Linked DNA regions of Mus musculus: region 1 is linked to region 2. A link is a contact called in public HiChIP or PLAC-seq data. All regions are on one chromosome and are shown on one strand. Each heading gives the region's core, a stretch centred on a gene start, on an enhancer-like site or on the middle of the called end of the contact. The rest is flanking DNA. Distances are from core to core; before and after follow the strand shown.

Region 1 (7,442 bases), core at 445-2,944, 1.7 Mb before region 2:
ATCCTGGGGATCAAGGTTGCTCTGATCCTTCAGGAGGAGCCTTTTGCTTCTAGGGAAGGCAGAGCCCTCCCTGTGGGGAACCCAGGACTCAGTCCCTAAAAAAACTGACTGGCTCCACCCTGGAGCCAGAGAGCCAGGACTTGGTGGAGGGCCGGCTTGGAGAGTGTGATGGAGTCTGCATACAGGAAGCAGAGCCGAATAAACTCATGCCTGTCACTGTCAAGTAAGTTGCTGTTGGCCAATGAGAGACCCTGTCTCAAACAACAGAGAGGAAAACCGAGCACAGCCTCAGAGGAGTTCACACACACACACACACACACACACACACACACACACACACACACACACGCACGCACGCGCGCACGCACACACACACACCCGGTGGTGAGCACACTCTGAAGACAATGATGAAGCTTGCAGGCTGTAGTGCCAGTCAGCTCCTGGGGACTGGCCTGGCCCTGGCCTGTTCCAGCAGCAACCTTGATAATCTCATGCTGGCCCTGTGACAGCCTGGGCCACACCCTGGAGCCTGGCTTGCTTGACTCCTCAGTCATGCCGAGAAACACTGCTGCCTGGCTCAGGTGTCCAGGGCCCCTGACAGGCACAGGCAGCCATACAGGCAGTCACTTCTTACTTTCTTTTTCTTTTCTTTCTTTCATTTATACAGGGGAGGGAACATGCTAATCTTCTCCAGGGCCTCTTTAGCTGGCCTTGAACTTGCTAAGCAGCTGAAGGAGGCTTTGAACTCCACTGCACTTCTGCATGTTACTGTGAGCAGATTTCAAACAGAGAAACCTGAATGGAGGAGGAGTACCACACCCCACCCTACCCAACACCTTGACAGTGTCAGTAGCAGGGCCTCTCTGGTCACTTTCTTCCAGTGCCAGCCTCACAGCCAGTGTGGAGACCCTAGAACTGCTGGGTTCAGGGGAACAGTACTGTCAAATTGGGGGTGGAGGGTTACAGTCTGCAAGGGCTGCCAGGGCCAGGGCTGTGAAGGTACCACAGCTGGTAAAGTGCTGGCCACATAAGTATGAAGATCTGAAATTGATGTCTAGAACCTACATCAAAAAGCTGGGTGTGGTGGCTGGCACTTGTAATCCCAGCACGGAGGAGGCAGGAGGCAGGGGGCAGGGGGCAGGAGGGTCCCTGGGACTCACAGGCCAGTCAGCCTAGAGTAACTGGGGGGTTTTAGGCCAGGGAGTGCACCCTGAGGACACTGGGGAGAACTGGTACCTGAAGTTGAACTCTGCCCCCCCCGCCCCCCACGGGTTTGGGCACAGGGTTGTCACCCAGCTACTCGGGCAGCTGAGGTCCGAGCGAGAACAGGCAGTGAAGGGACTCGAGGTCGAGGACTTGCCTCCCAATCTCAAGTCCCTCAACAGTGTTTTCAAAAGGGGCCGAGTCACCAGGCTGGCGGGGCGGCCGCTCAGGACCCTTCTCGGGAAGTAGGTGAAGAATGCTCCTTAATAACCCGAGAGGAGTAATTCAAGAAAGAAAGACATGTGAGTCCAGGATGGAACCTTTTCCTCCCGGAAGTCCTGGATGAGGAGGAAGACCACTCGTGGGTCAGAAGGTCCTACCTAGAGCCAGGGCCGGGCTGCGGAGGCAGCAGCCTGCCAGAAGGGTGCGGGACACCGAGCACGCTGGACCACACAGAAAAGGGGAATTACAAACCCCAAGATGGGGAAAACAAGACAGAGTACAAGGAAGGAAATGGCTGGGCCCCGTAATTGTGACACACATACAATAGGAGACTCTGGCAGGAGCTGAACCAAAGACGATGGAACTTTACTGGGGAGAGGGAGGAGACGTGAAATCCAAAGTCCCTCTCGGAAACACGAGGCCCTGACGCAGAAGGACGCCTGCAAAGGGCAGGCCATGCGGGACAAGCCAGAGGGGCCCTAGGGGAGTCCCTCCACTGTGGGAACCGCACGACACCCACCATTTACTGCTGAGTTTGAACAAAAGGGCAGAGAAGGAAGATCTTCAGAGGCAAACACTGCAGACTTATCCTCAAGCATGTCTGTGCCCTGCGCAGGTGAGGTGCTCTGCGCAGGTGAGGTAGGTGCCCTGCGCAGGTGAGGTGCCCTGCGCAGGTGAGGTGCCATGCGCAGGTGAGGTAGGTGCCCTGCGCAGGTGAGGTGCCCTGCGCAGGTGAGGTAGGTGCCCTGTGCAGGTGAGGTGCCCTGTGCAGGTGAGGTGCCCTGCGCAGGTGAGGTGCCATGCGCAGGTGAGGTGCCCTGCGCAGGTGAGGTGCCCTGCGCAGGTGAGATAGGTGCCCTGTGCAGGTGAGGTGCCCTGTGCAGGTGAGGTACCCTGTGCAGGTGAGGTGCTTGCAGGCAAGCCTGACAGACAATGCAAGTTCAGTTCCCTGAACCTGCCTGCGTGGTAGAAGGGTGTAGCACGGTGTGTGCGCGCACATACATACTAATAAATACATGGATTTTGTTTTGTTTTGTTTTTTGTTTTTGTTTTCAAAAAGAATGTGTTCTTCTAAGGTAAGTGTCATGTTACTTAAGTCCCTGGAGCTCCTTCAAAAGATTAACTTTGCTTCTGAAACCACAAAGTACCCAAGGTGGAAAACACCCTAATATTAGGTACTCGTTTAAAAATCGTGTGCATATGATGTGTGTATATGTAATTATATATGTATGTATGCATGTATGTGTGCAGGTCAGAGGACAGCTCAGCTAGCTGGGCTATACGCTATCTTTGCATAGGTTCTGGAGATCTGAACTTGGTCTCACCACTGACCAGCCCAGCCCAATATCAGCTACCTTTAGGCAGTCTTACGGCAGGAGAGGGGAGCCATCGCCCTATATCTGGGGGTCTGATACTGGATCTGGGCTCTCAGGCCTTTGCCAGGCCAGGTCTATGTTTTTCGAAGACTTCTCACCGGTGCGACATCTGGGGAGGAAGGGCTGTCCAGTGCAGACACGGTGACCATACAAAAGTTCCCTGCAGGCTGATGAGACAGAGCCCAAGTGGTGCTACACAGGGACACACACCTCAGATGCAGCCACTGGGATCCCAGGAGAACTGGGATGGCCCCCACCAAGCTCGACTGGAAACCCAATGTTGCAGCACCCCAGACAGTGCAGGATGACACACAAACAGCAGGGACAGGCCAAAGGAACACGGAGGGCCCTAAACCCGCTGGTGGGGAGAAACCAAGTTGTCAGATGGGAAAGGAAACAAGGTAAGGCCTGTTGGTGCAGACAGGGACAGGAAACAGCAGACTCAGTGTCCGTAGATGCCTAGAACATTCGATGCCGCCTTCAAGTTCTAATGTGATCACAGGAAGGTTACACAACCTGAAGGAAGCACCAAAGTTTGCCAGGAAGACAAGCATTCAGGAGGCTCCTTTTCCAGAGGTACGCATGCAGAGACCTCCAGGTGTCCCTGAAGTCCTAGACAGCACAGAGCCTGACACACACCATCGCTTCCTACGTTCCTACGTTCCTACTCCACGATAAAGCGTGGCCTGTAACTTACCGGCAGAACTTGCTGTGCTGCTGGTCTTTGGCACGCCTGAATTTGACCCTCCCCGCCCTCTCCCAGTACTGATGCATGCCAGGTTAAGTGATCTACCATGGGGCTTCATCCCCAGCCCACAGTGCAGACTGGGTAATCCAGCCACCCACCAGATACACTGGGCAGGGAGTCACACACAGGGGAGGAGCTATGCAGCGCTGCACTTGATTGAAGACTTGTAACTTGCTCATTTTCTGCAGTTTTCCACTTGGTATTTTTGGACTGTGCATAACTGAAACCACAAGCAAGTGAAACTAAGGCTGGGAGTGGGTTGGGGTGGGGAGGGGAGGGGCGGGGCTCGGTGGGGTGCTAGACTTCTGATGCAGACTGGGGTGCTCTCCAAACGCAAATCTCCGAGAGCACAGGAGACTGAGCTAGCCCTAGCCCGCAGTAAAGTAGAACTGTACTACAGCTCCATGACTAAGGGGGCCAGTTCTCTGATGCCGACTTCCCTTCATTCACATCACCACTGCTAACCTTTGCTACACGTGTACATGCAGGGGGCGGGCACGGCACTGCACAGCCTGGGTGTGGAAGACGGCAACTTTAGGGACTCAGCTCTCCCCTCCACCATGCGGCTTCGGGACTGAGCTCAGGTCTTCAGGCTCGGGAGGGAGCACCTTCCTTTACTCACTGAGCCATCCCACCAGCCTTTCCATCTTAATTTTGGGACAGGGTCTGTAACAGAAGCGAACCCTGAGTTCCCAGTTTCAGCCAGACAGGCTGGCCTCAGATCTGCAATCTTCCTGCCTCAGCGCCCTGGGTGCAGGGATTCCTGGTAAATGCCTGGTGCTGGGACCCACAGGCTACTTTCATGGCTGCTATGGCAGTCTGCTGAAGTGTAGTCCCACGGAGCCTGCTTTAGCCTCAGTAGCCTCAGCAAATGATTAACCAGCTCCCTGTTTTCCTAAATCACTTGCTCTTCACAGAAAGAAAGGTCAAAACACTGCCGAAGCTGCAGTTTCTTTCAAAGAGCTCATTCATCTGCTGGGCGGAGCCCTGCAGGCAGGGACAGCCCCCCCAAAAAAACCCAACATACACACAACTCAAAACCACAGCGGAACAACCCGCCCTGGGAAATAAGGAGCCACCCAACAAACTGAAGCCAGCCTGGTGGGGGGGGGGTGGGGGGGGGGTGGAGTGAGGCAAAGGTACCGAACCCTGGGATCCGCTCCATGGAGGGAGGAGCCACAGCTGGGAGGTCCCCAAGCCTTCGGTGCCCAGGTCGGCCAATAGGGACCCGCTAGCAAAGCTCACCAAATTAGGCAAGCAGACTGAGCAGGGCGGGGCCCACTGCTGCGGGCTGGGAAGTCAAACCCTTTCCCCAAGCCTGCCCCACCCTGGCTCCCGCTGCCTGGGAGAGGAAGGGCAGGGCGTGTTTGTAAACACGTGGGCTCCACCCCTACACAGAAACTCAAACTGAGAAAGTCTTGGCAGGCGAACCTCCAGCGGCCGGCCGCTGAGCTTTACAAAAGCTCAATGGAATTCCTCAGTGTGGAGATAAACGGATGTCAACAGAGATCTTTTGTTGTGACACTTAAAGGCCCAGGGAGTCCAGAGCAAGTCCCAAGCCACTGTCAACAGCGACTGCGGACAGAGTGACCACGCACCCGTGGGAACTCAGGAGGAGCCAAGGGCCTGCCCCCTCCCAGCAGTACCAGGAATGTGGCAGACACAAAGTCGGGACTCCAAGGGAGCACTGGGGACACCAAAGCACCAACTGCTGGGCGGGGGTTCGGGGAGAGGGGGAGGTCTTTACAGCCACTGTGCCACCTGACCAAAAGCCACTCTACACCCGACCTATGATCACTCAGTGTCTTAGCCAGCTGGCTGCTGTTTTGTTTTTGAGACAGGGTCTCATGTAGCTGGGGTATTACACACGGCTTTTGATCCTCCAGCCTCCACCTGCCCAGAGCTGGGGCTGCCATGGGCCACTGCGTCTGCTGTTATCAGTGCTCAGGATCTTGCAGGCTTTCTTGGCAAGCAGCGCTCCACCAACCAGCCCCACTCCCAGCACGCACCACTTTTTCTTTGTATTGTCAATGAGAAACGTTGAAGCCAGGCATGCTTGTGCCTTTAGCCCCAGCTCTGGGGAGGCAGACGCACACAGGATAATTGAGGCCAGCCTATGTAGTGAATTCCAGAGTTACAAAGTGAGATCCTGTCTCAAAAACAAACAAACAACACAAAAAACTACACTATTCAATCCCACAATCACGTACCCTACCTAGTACTGGATATTGAACCAAGAGCCTTTGTTTGTTTGTTTGTTTGTTTGGAGATGAGGCCTCACTATATAGTCCTGGTGTTTCTATAACAAATAACGTAGCCGGCTGGCCTTGATGTGACCCTCTGGCCTCAGCTCCCAAGTGCTGGGATTTCAGGTGTGTGCCACCATGCCATGCCGGGCTAACCTAGGGCCCCTTTCAGGCCCCTAAAGTGTCTACCCCTGAACTCATCCAGGTCCTCTTCTTATTACAGGATGACAGGGTACCACTTGTTGCCCAGGCTCATTTTGGTCCTACTCAGTAGCCCAGGCTGGCCCTGAACATGCTTTTAGGGCTGCCCCACCTGTTTCTCATGTGAGTGTCGTGTGCTTGCTCAAAGCCACATGATTTCCCATGTAAATAACAGAAAGGCTACAACTTTCTTAACTGTTGGGAAGCCAGGAGCCCCAGCAATAGGTGACAAGAACCACTGGTGGGAGGGGCTTTGTGAGGAACCCTCAGTCTCTCAGTGACTGAATCATTCATTTTATATAAACAAACACCTGCACCTGCAATCCCAGCATCTGGGAGGCTGAGTCAGGAAGATTACTGCAAGTTTCAGGCAAGCCTGGGTAACAAACTGAGTTCTGAACCAGCCTCACTGCAGTGAGACCCCGTCTCAAAAAGCAAATCAGGGGCTCGGGCGGCCCTGAGGGTAAAGGTGCTTGCAGTCGAGCTGGTGGGAAGGAGAGCAAAGACTCCCACAGGCTGTTCTCTGACCTTCACATGCCCCTCCCAACAAATACATACATACATACATACATACATACATACATACATCAATATAGCTTACAAAAGAAACAGTATCAGAACAAGTCGCCCACACAGGGCCTCCCGACTGCTCTGACTGCCCTGACCTCTAAGGGGACCGGCCTGGGGCCCCGTCCAAGTTCAGCACCTGGAAGACATGCTCATGCGTTTGGAATGTGGGTCTTAAGAACAGGGAGGCTCCCAGACTGAAAAGAAGCTGGGAAGAAGCAGTCTCTGATGAAATCAATGGCTGAAGGACACGCGGCGGGTGCTGAGCACAGGCTGGCTGTCAACTCTCACCACCGCCTTCCTTCCGCGGCCTTTGCCATCACTGCAGGCTTCACAGCCTGGAAGATGTGGGCGGCTGCTGTGGGAAGCAGCTATGGTGTGTCCTACCCAGGAGACACAACCCACAGTCCACATGTCCAGAACAACAATGGGCTGGCTCTCCACCTCAGCTCTGGGCTTGCAGATTCCCAGGCTGTACCTGTCGCCAGCGTCAGGAAAGAGGACGGACTCCAAAGGACCCGTGTACAGACATTACATGGTAGGAAACAAAATAAGTTCACCAAGACAAACCAAGGGACCCATACACATATACACACACGTATGTGTGTTCAAGTGCAGTGTGTGCTCACACTTATCCCTGCTGATACTCTTAACCATCTTTGGTTTCCACCAGGAGGAAGGACATCTTCAGATGTCATCCCCTGACCTTGAACCTCCAGAACTGAGAATAAAAATCTCCCTTATGTATAAACTTTAAAAGGATCCAACTCCAGCCAAGTGTGGGGCTGCCCAGCTGGGATCCCAGCTGACCAAGGTAGGAGGCCCAACGGTTCCAGGCCAGCTTGAGCATCCGGAAGCTTCCATAGCAACCAGCTGGGG
Region 2 (7,365 bases), core at 1,478-3,977:
TTAAGTTTCTGTCTCCCAAGGCAGCTCAAGCTGACTCTTGCCTCATTTCAGTCCACTCTGTGGTAAGATTTCAGCCAGATTAAGGCTATAAAATAGAAAACAGTTATGCCTTGCATGTCTATAATGCCAGCACTCAAGAGGCCAAGGTTAGGAGGATTGCAAGTTTGAGGCCAGCCTGGGCCAACGGGTGTGTCTATTAGAATAAACTTAGACACCCAAAATACTGATTAGAAGGGAACTTGTTTTACATGTTTAGAAAGCTAAGTGACAGGCTGGAGATTGAGAGATTGTTCCGATGCTCTTCCAGAAGATTCTGGTTCCATTCCTGGCACTCAGCTATAACTCCAGTCCCAGGAGATCTAACACCTGCTTCTGGCCTCAGTGGGCCCCAGGCACACATGTGATAGACAGATAAATGAGGCAGAATACCCAAGCATATAAAATAAAAAACGTAGGGAAATTTTTATTTAAAAAAAAAAAAAAACAAACACTAAACTAAATTTGCCTGTGACAGCTACTGCTTTCTGCACCTCAGGTCCTGTCCTTTGGTCTTAAGAGTCTGGTTCACTAATCTATCCCAAGAACACTGACCAGATCCTCCATGATACCTTAACCTTTAAGAACATAAGGCACAGGCTTTGCTGCGTGTTCTCCTGACCTTCACCTTTAATTGGATGTTTGAGTCAGGAGAAGGTGTCATGTTCACAGAGCACACATTATTCTCTGCCCACTCAGACATTTGGCAGATCTTGTCCTGAGATTTTTGCCATCAACCTGGGGGAAAAAAAAAACAACAACAAAAAAACCCAACTTTTATTTTCCTTAAGCTTGAACACAAATGGTTATAGATGTCACAAGCTGTGGTTTGAGAGAGTCACTTAGGTTTCTGGGACCCACATGCTTTTTTTTTTTTTTTTTTAAGAAAGGTCTTCATTTGCTTGGTGACACAGTAGATTCCTGCTTTCCAGTCCACCTACCTCAGCACTGTGCCCCCAGCCTGGATGGGCATTTCACATAATTAATGCTTCCTAAGTCTCCAAGGATTTCACCAACTAAGAGGACAGGGTTGAGGCCAGTCATGCTCTGATCAGTCTCTACAGGACTCACTGGCATATGCTTTGAGGAAGGGGAGAGGCCCCACAACTGCCCTCTGAACAGCCAGGGTTTACTCAGAATCTGAGAAAATCCCAAGCACACTCAAGTGGAATCCAACACATGGAGCAGGCCATGGCCTTGACCAGGCCAGCTGACAGTCACTGAATTCCCACGCTGTGGCAGAGACATGGCAAAACTCTGCTGCCATGGTAGATCAGGGCATGAAGTCAAGGAGAGCCCCAGCACAGCTAATTGTGAAAAGTGTTACTGGAGTGGTGTGGAAGTCATGCTCCTGAGCCAGTAACCTCTGCACAGCATCTCAGCTGACAGAGGATGAGGATAGGCCCGGAACCTAAGCTCTGCTGGGCAAGTGCAGTGCCGAAGCCTTGAGGAGCCTCTGCAAAGTTCAGGCCAGCCTCCTTAGAGTAAACGTCTTTGGGGGGCTGGAGAGATGGCTCAGCGGTTAAGAGCACCGACTGCTCTTCCGAAGGTCCTGAGTTCAAATCCCAGCAACCACATGGTAGCTTATAACCATCCGTAATGGGATCTGATACCCTTTTCTGGTACGTCTGAAGACAGCTACAGTGTACTTACATATAATAAATAAATAAATCTTTTTTTTTTTTAAGTTGTCTTCATAGGAGAGCTGGGTCTGTGGCCCGAAGTCAGGTGCTCATCTGTCCATCAGTGGAAGGTGGCTAGTGACCTTGTTGCAACAAGGCCCTGCTGGCTGGGGAGGGAGCCCTGGGTGCCTAGGCTCCTAGAGTGGGCAGAGATGGTGGCCAGAGGTTGGTTGGGAAAGCCACCGTGAAGGCACAGTCCCTGGGTGTCCCCACTTTCTCCTTGTCTGGTTTGGGAGCTCTCAGGTGACTCCTGCTAGAAAGCACTGTCCAGGTTTGTGGTTGTTCTTACGCTGATGTTCAAAAAGTTATAGTGTCTCTATTACCATTTCTTGGTATTGGTTGGTTGATTTTGTTTGAGGGGGTGGCTTTTTACTTTGAGCTAACGTCAGGCCTAGAGAAGAGCTACAAGAGCTATTCTGAGTGCTCCAGTGCGGTGCACCGCTGTCTGGGCCTAGTCTCCTTCTTTCTTCCTGTTCCCCTTCTTCCTCCTCCCCTTCTCTCCCATCTTTCCCCTGTCATGTTTTCTGTGGTGTTTTCTAACCCTTGCAGCAACTGTAAGGATCGAGTTAAGATCTTGATAAACTTTCTAACAGGCAACAAGTTTAATTCTTCCCCATTCCCCTCTCTCGTGAGACATGGTAGAAAACGCCTTTTTTCCTCCCTCCCTCCCTCCCTTCCTCCCTCCCTCCTTCCCTTCCTCCTCTTTATTTTGTCTCAGAGACTGTCAAACTCCGAAGCCTATGCTGGTCTTGAACCCTGGTGACTGTTTTTTGGCTGGGCCAGTGAGTGCTGGTATTACAGGCTGAGCCACCACATTTGGCTCTATCTTCATCTAGGGAAGGATTCTATCTTACATGAGAAAGAATTCTGTGGGGCTGGGGAGATGGCTTGGTGGTTTAAAGCGCCCACTGCTCTTACAGCAGACACCGGTTCTTTATAGAGCAGGCTTCATTTCCTCCCTGCCTTGAGGAAATGGGGATCCACTTCGGGAATCCCCCGCTCCAGCAGCACAAGCTGCAGCCCCCCACTTCCTTCCCAGAGGCCCCAGAGGGGGGACTGGCTACTCTCCTCTGAGGACCTTTGAAGGGAGCTTGCTGGAGCTTGTAGTTCCATTTAGGGCTCTTACCCAGTTTCCTTTTAATTGACATGCAGGGTCTGTTTAACTTCCTGCTGCTATTTTGTCAAATAGCTGTGGTTTAATAAAGATGCACACGGCCTGTAACAGACTGTATAATTGGAGCGTTCCTACCCTGCAAGCTGAGGCTCTGAAGTAGATCTTAGCCCTGAACCTGCACTGAGCTACTCAGGATTATTAAACGGAGATGATTAATCCTCCTCCCAAGCAAGGCAGGAGCTGTCTTAAGTAAATAAGCAGGCTTTGTGGAAACTTTGTTCTTTTTCTTCAGTTTTTTAGAAGTGTATAATTCAAGGACTTTTCAGTAAATTTCCCCAAGTTGTGCAAACATCACCCTAAAACCATTTTTAAAACATTTCCATCACACCAGTGAGATCCATCCCACCCATGCACATTGGCCCCAGCTCCCAGCCCAGACAGTCCTTCAGCCATCTTCTGCCTGTAGACTCCCTGGGTGTTTCCTGTAAATGCAGTCATACAATAGCTGCCTTCTTTTTGTTGTTTTATTGTGCTGCTGTGGGGCAGGAGGAGAAGGAGACTCACAGTGCCCATGTACATGTAGAGGCCAGAGATTAATGTCACTATCCTGTCAACTCTTCATCTTTGCTTTGTATTGTCTTGAGACAGGGTTTTGTGTCGCCCTGGTTGGTCAGGAATTCACTAAGTAGACCAAGCTGGCCTTGAACTCACAGAGATGCACCATGAGTGCTGACATTAAAGGAATGACCACCACATCTGATTCCTCCGGCTTTTTTTTTTAAGCATTTTTAATTTTATTTATTCGGGGTGGGGGGTTGCTCTCATGTGTATCTGTGCACCATGTGTATACCTGGTACCCAAAAGATTCTAAGGGAGACCCTTGGATCCCCCAGGAACTGGAGTTACAGGGAAAGGGTTGTGAGGCACCTCATAAGTGCTAGGAATGAACCCTGAGTCCTGTGCAAGAGCTGCCAGTGCTCTGAAAGCTGAGTCAACTCCAGACCTATCTTATATTTAGAGGCAGGGTCTCTCACTAAACCTGGAGCTCACCAATCGGTAGACTGACTACTAGCCATCACTACTCCCAGTGCTGGAGTTTCAAACACACACTGCCATGCCCTGGTTTTTCCGTGGGTTCTGAGGATACTTCACCTGCTGAGCCAAACCCCCCAGCCGGCCCATAGATGACTGCTTTAATTTACCATTAACATGTTTGAGTTCCCTCAAGTTCTCCGTGCGTGCAATATCAGGAGGCCATGCACTTTAGTTGCTGTGTTACATTGTGTGGATGAACGGTGTTTTCTCCACTAAGGACAGTGCTGCTGTGAACAGCTCTGTCTGGAGCTTAGACCTGGGTCTTTGTGCATGCTGGGCAGGATCACCACTGAGTTCCATCCTAGCCCTCTTCTCGATGTATATTTTGGGACAGTCTCACTCAGGTGCCCGGGCTAGCCATGAACTTGAGATCTCCCTGTCTCAGCCTTCCTAGTGGCTAGGATTGCAGGCCTGAACCACGAGACCATACTGTTAGGAAGCTTTTAAATGAGAGATAAATATGGACAGTGCTCACTAAGGGCTTTATTCTTTTAGGGTGTGGTTTCTCCCTTATGTCCAGCATTATCCTGTTTTCTGTGAGAACTGGAGCCTCTTGGTAATGGTAACTTTGCTGATTTTTGTAGTGGGGTCATTCCCTGGGGAGGAGTCTGTCTAGGTAAGCATTTAGAGAGCTGTGAATGATGAACAGCAAACAAGCCTGCTATGATGTCCCCCTTTCTATCCTTGCTAGTACAGACAACTGAACCTGAGAGAGAGCGCTTTGTGAATGTGCATATGGGGATGCACATTAGCATGCACACTTGCTTGTGGCTGTCCTCAGAGGCCAGAGAGGGTGTTGGATTCCCTGGAGCTAGAGTTATAGGCAGTTGTAAGTCATCTGATGTGAGCACTGTCAACCAAACTCCGGTCCTCTGGAGGAGCAGCAAGTGCTCTGGCCCCCATTCCCACCTCCCAATTTCTCAATGAACATTCTCTTCTAAATAAGAACCCACTGGCTATAGGGTAGAATATGATAAAAATAGTGTATCTTCTCCAGCCAGCTTCAAGAAGCTAAACTCTGTGATGTACCTCTATTTACCAAGCTTTGAACTTTTTCAAAAAAAAAAAAATCAAGTTAAATTCTCCAAAATGTGGAAAACATGTTGCTTTGAGAGACAAGTCATTGACACCTTTCAAATGTCCTCTTTGTCCAAAAAGTCCCTGCTGCTCAGGCTATGGGAAGATGACACTTCACCTGGCGCTATTCCTGCATAAACGGCTAATGTTGCTCCAAGGAGGTACCCTGAGGTGGCCTGGCGTTGGCTTCTGAGCATTCCAGACTGTGCTGTGAAGAGCCCTCTTAGTGGCCCTGCTGTCAGAGGAGCCCCAAGTCTCCATTCTTGAACAGCTGGCACATTGGTTCGGATTGGTTTGAGACAGACTCTTCCCTACATCGCTCAGGAGCTCCCTGCCTTAGCCCCCCAAGTGCTGGGATTACACACATGTACCACCACTCCTGGCCCGACACCAGTTCTAGAAGATGAAAAGCTAGGCCGGGCGTTTACTTCACATCCATAAAGGGGAAAAGTGGGATGTTAGCTAGGATTTGCACTCTGCTTGGTTGGCAAGTTGGTTTCATATAAGCAGTTTCATTCATTTGTTGAGTTCTTCCTGCCTGGGCCTGTGCACTCCCCTCCACAGGGACCTGTGTGGAAGCTGTCTGCTGGTGACAAACGAGCAGAACTTTGTTTATTTTGTGGGAGGGTAGTGCTAGGCGTCAGATCCAGACCTCATACATGCCAGGCAAGTGCTCCACCAAGAGCTCCATCCCAGCCCTCAGTTTGCTTTATATTTTGACAGGAGCTTGCCATGCAGCCCAGGCTGGCTTTGAGTTTAGGGTGCTCTTGCCTCAGTCAGCTGCTGCTCCTTCCTTCCTTCCTTCATCTTTCCTCCTCCTCCTTCATCCTAACCCTTCTCTTCCTCCTCTTCCTCCTCTTCTGCTCTGAACCAGCCTTAGACTGTGGGCCTCTTGGTGTCACCTTCCTGGTGCACATGAGTCTGGTCTGTGAGTGGCAGGTGTGTCACAGTGTTAGCCTCAGACAGTAGCCGGAGTGGATGTTTACTGTGTCAGACAAGGCCTTGACTCATCATGAGCCAAACAAGAGAAGCATCCCTCAGAGGACCATTTGTGCTGGAGCTGAGCATCTGCCATGTGAAGCTGTCACACTGGCAAGTTGGCAAGTGTATGCTGCCATTCATGGTCAGATGAGGTCATTCTGTGTCTACATCTCCAGCGGGACATGGGAACAGCAATTCTGCTATTTACACCACTGTGCACACCACCGTGTGCGGGTGTGTGTGTGGGTGTGTGAGTTGGGGCGGGGTCTCCTAAAATCCTGATAACTTCTCATCAGCAGAACATTCAAGAAGGGAGAGCCTCTGAGAAGAGGAGAAGGCAACTTCTGTTTGTTATCTCTGGTCAGAAGCCAGGAAGGAGATCTCAGCTCCTTGTCCAAGTCCAACTTGAGAGTGCTAGTTGAAGGGATGGCTTGCTGAGTCAGTGGTCCTGGGGCCACAGGCTCAGGAGCCAGAGCATCAGGCAAGAGGCAGCACAAGGGCTCTTTATGAGGAGCAGGAGGCCTGGACAGGCCCTACAGGGGAGCCTGGGCCTCCCTGCCCTCAGCCTGGCCTCCCAGCTGGCCGCAGCGCCGGGGCTGCATGGCAGAGCTTGCCTCTCCTTGCTTCAGAGAGCCCACTGCCCCACAGCACGGATGACTCAGTGTCTGGCAGGCAGAAGCTGCTTTGAGCCTTTTCCTTTCCCTTTTGTTCAGCCTGGAGTGGGGGAGGTCAAGGCCTTGTCATATCCAGCAGGAAGATGCTGTGACCCCTTCCCTTTGGCAAGCCGCCATCGGCAAATGGGAGGGACCGTCATAGGCCTGGCCCCTCATTGTCTTTCAGCTCCGTGCCCCTGTTCTTTGAGAGGAGCTACTGCCCTTATTTAGATGGCCTAGTGTAGTCTGTGGGAGACACGGTTGCACTTCACTGCTGGCAGAGTCTGATCTGTAACCTTTTGTAGTCCACACTTCTGTTCTCTCAGGCCATGCATGTAGTGAGGTGAAGAGTTCAGGGGTGTGTGTGTGTGTGTGTGTGTGTGTGTGTGTGTGTGTGTTGTATATGTTACAGAGTATATTTGTGCACGTGTGTACACATACATGTAGAAGCCAGAATGTTAACATTGGGAATTTTATTCTCTCTCTCCATCTTAGCTTTTGAGCTTAGCTTTTAAGACAAGGTCTCTCTCTCCCTCCCTCTCTCTCTCTCTCTCTCTCTCTCTCTCTCTCTCTCTCTCTCTCACAGACAAGGTGTCTCTCACACAGAGACAAGCGCTCTCTCTCTCTCACACACACACACATGAGTGGGAAACTATGTGACTAAACCATCTTTCTACTTTTAACTTGCTTTTTGACTATGGCCAAATTAACATCTAAACTTTGGTTT

Evidence for each region. HiChIP or PLAC-seq counts read pairs in DNA pulled down with a chosen protein or histone mark.
Region 1: a contact with region 2 is called in an H3K27ac HiChIP or PLAC-seq map of microglia, with 7 times the contacts expected there. The contact joins two enhancer-like sites. A contact is called at or near these places in 1 of 15 datasets of contacts at CTCF or cohesin (large pre-B cells), 2 of 484 Hi-C or Micro-C datasets (cortical neurons and ventral hippocampal neurons) and 7 of 115 datasets of contacts at active chromatin or transcription factors (T-cell acute lymphoblastic leukemia, differentiating embryonic stem cells, embryonic stem cells and 3 more).

Annotation. Positions count from the first base shown.
Region 1 is chr5:142,438,038-142,445,479 of GRCm38.p6, reverse strand. The region is part of intron 2 of Foxk1 (forkhead box K1); the gene reads right to left. Among named protein-coding and RNA genes, the nearest start is that of Ap5z1, 22 kb to the left of the region's middle. Within about 2 kb of position 1,694, at least 68 of the 459 cell types and tissues checked have an H3K27ac peak or open chromatin away from gene starts, as enhancers often do. A contact at or near this core is called in microglia, where this site is marked.
Region 2 is chr5:140,767,258-140,774,622 of GRCm38.p6, reverse strand. The region is part of intron 2 of Gna12 (guanine nucleotide binding protein, alpha 12); the gene reads left to right. Among named protein-coding and RNA genes, the nearest start is that of Gm30745, 21 kb to the right of the region's middle. Within about 2 kb of position 2,727, at least 68 of the 459 cell types and tissues checked have an H3K27ac peak or open chromatin away from gene starts, as enhancers often do. A contact at or near this core is called in microglia, where this site is marked.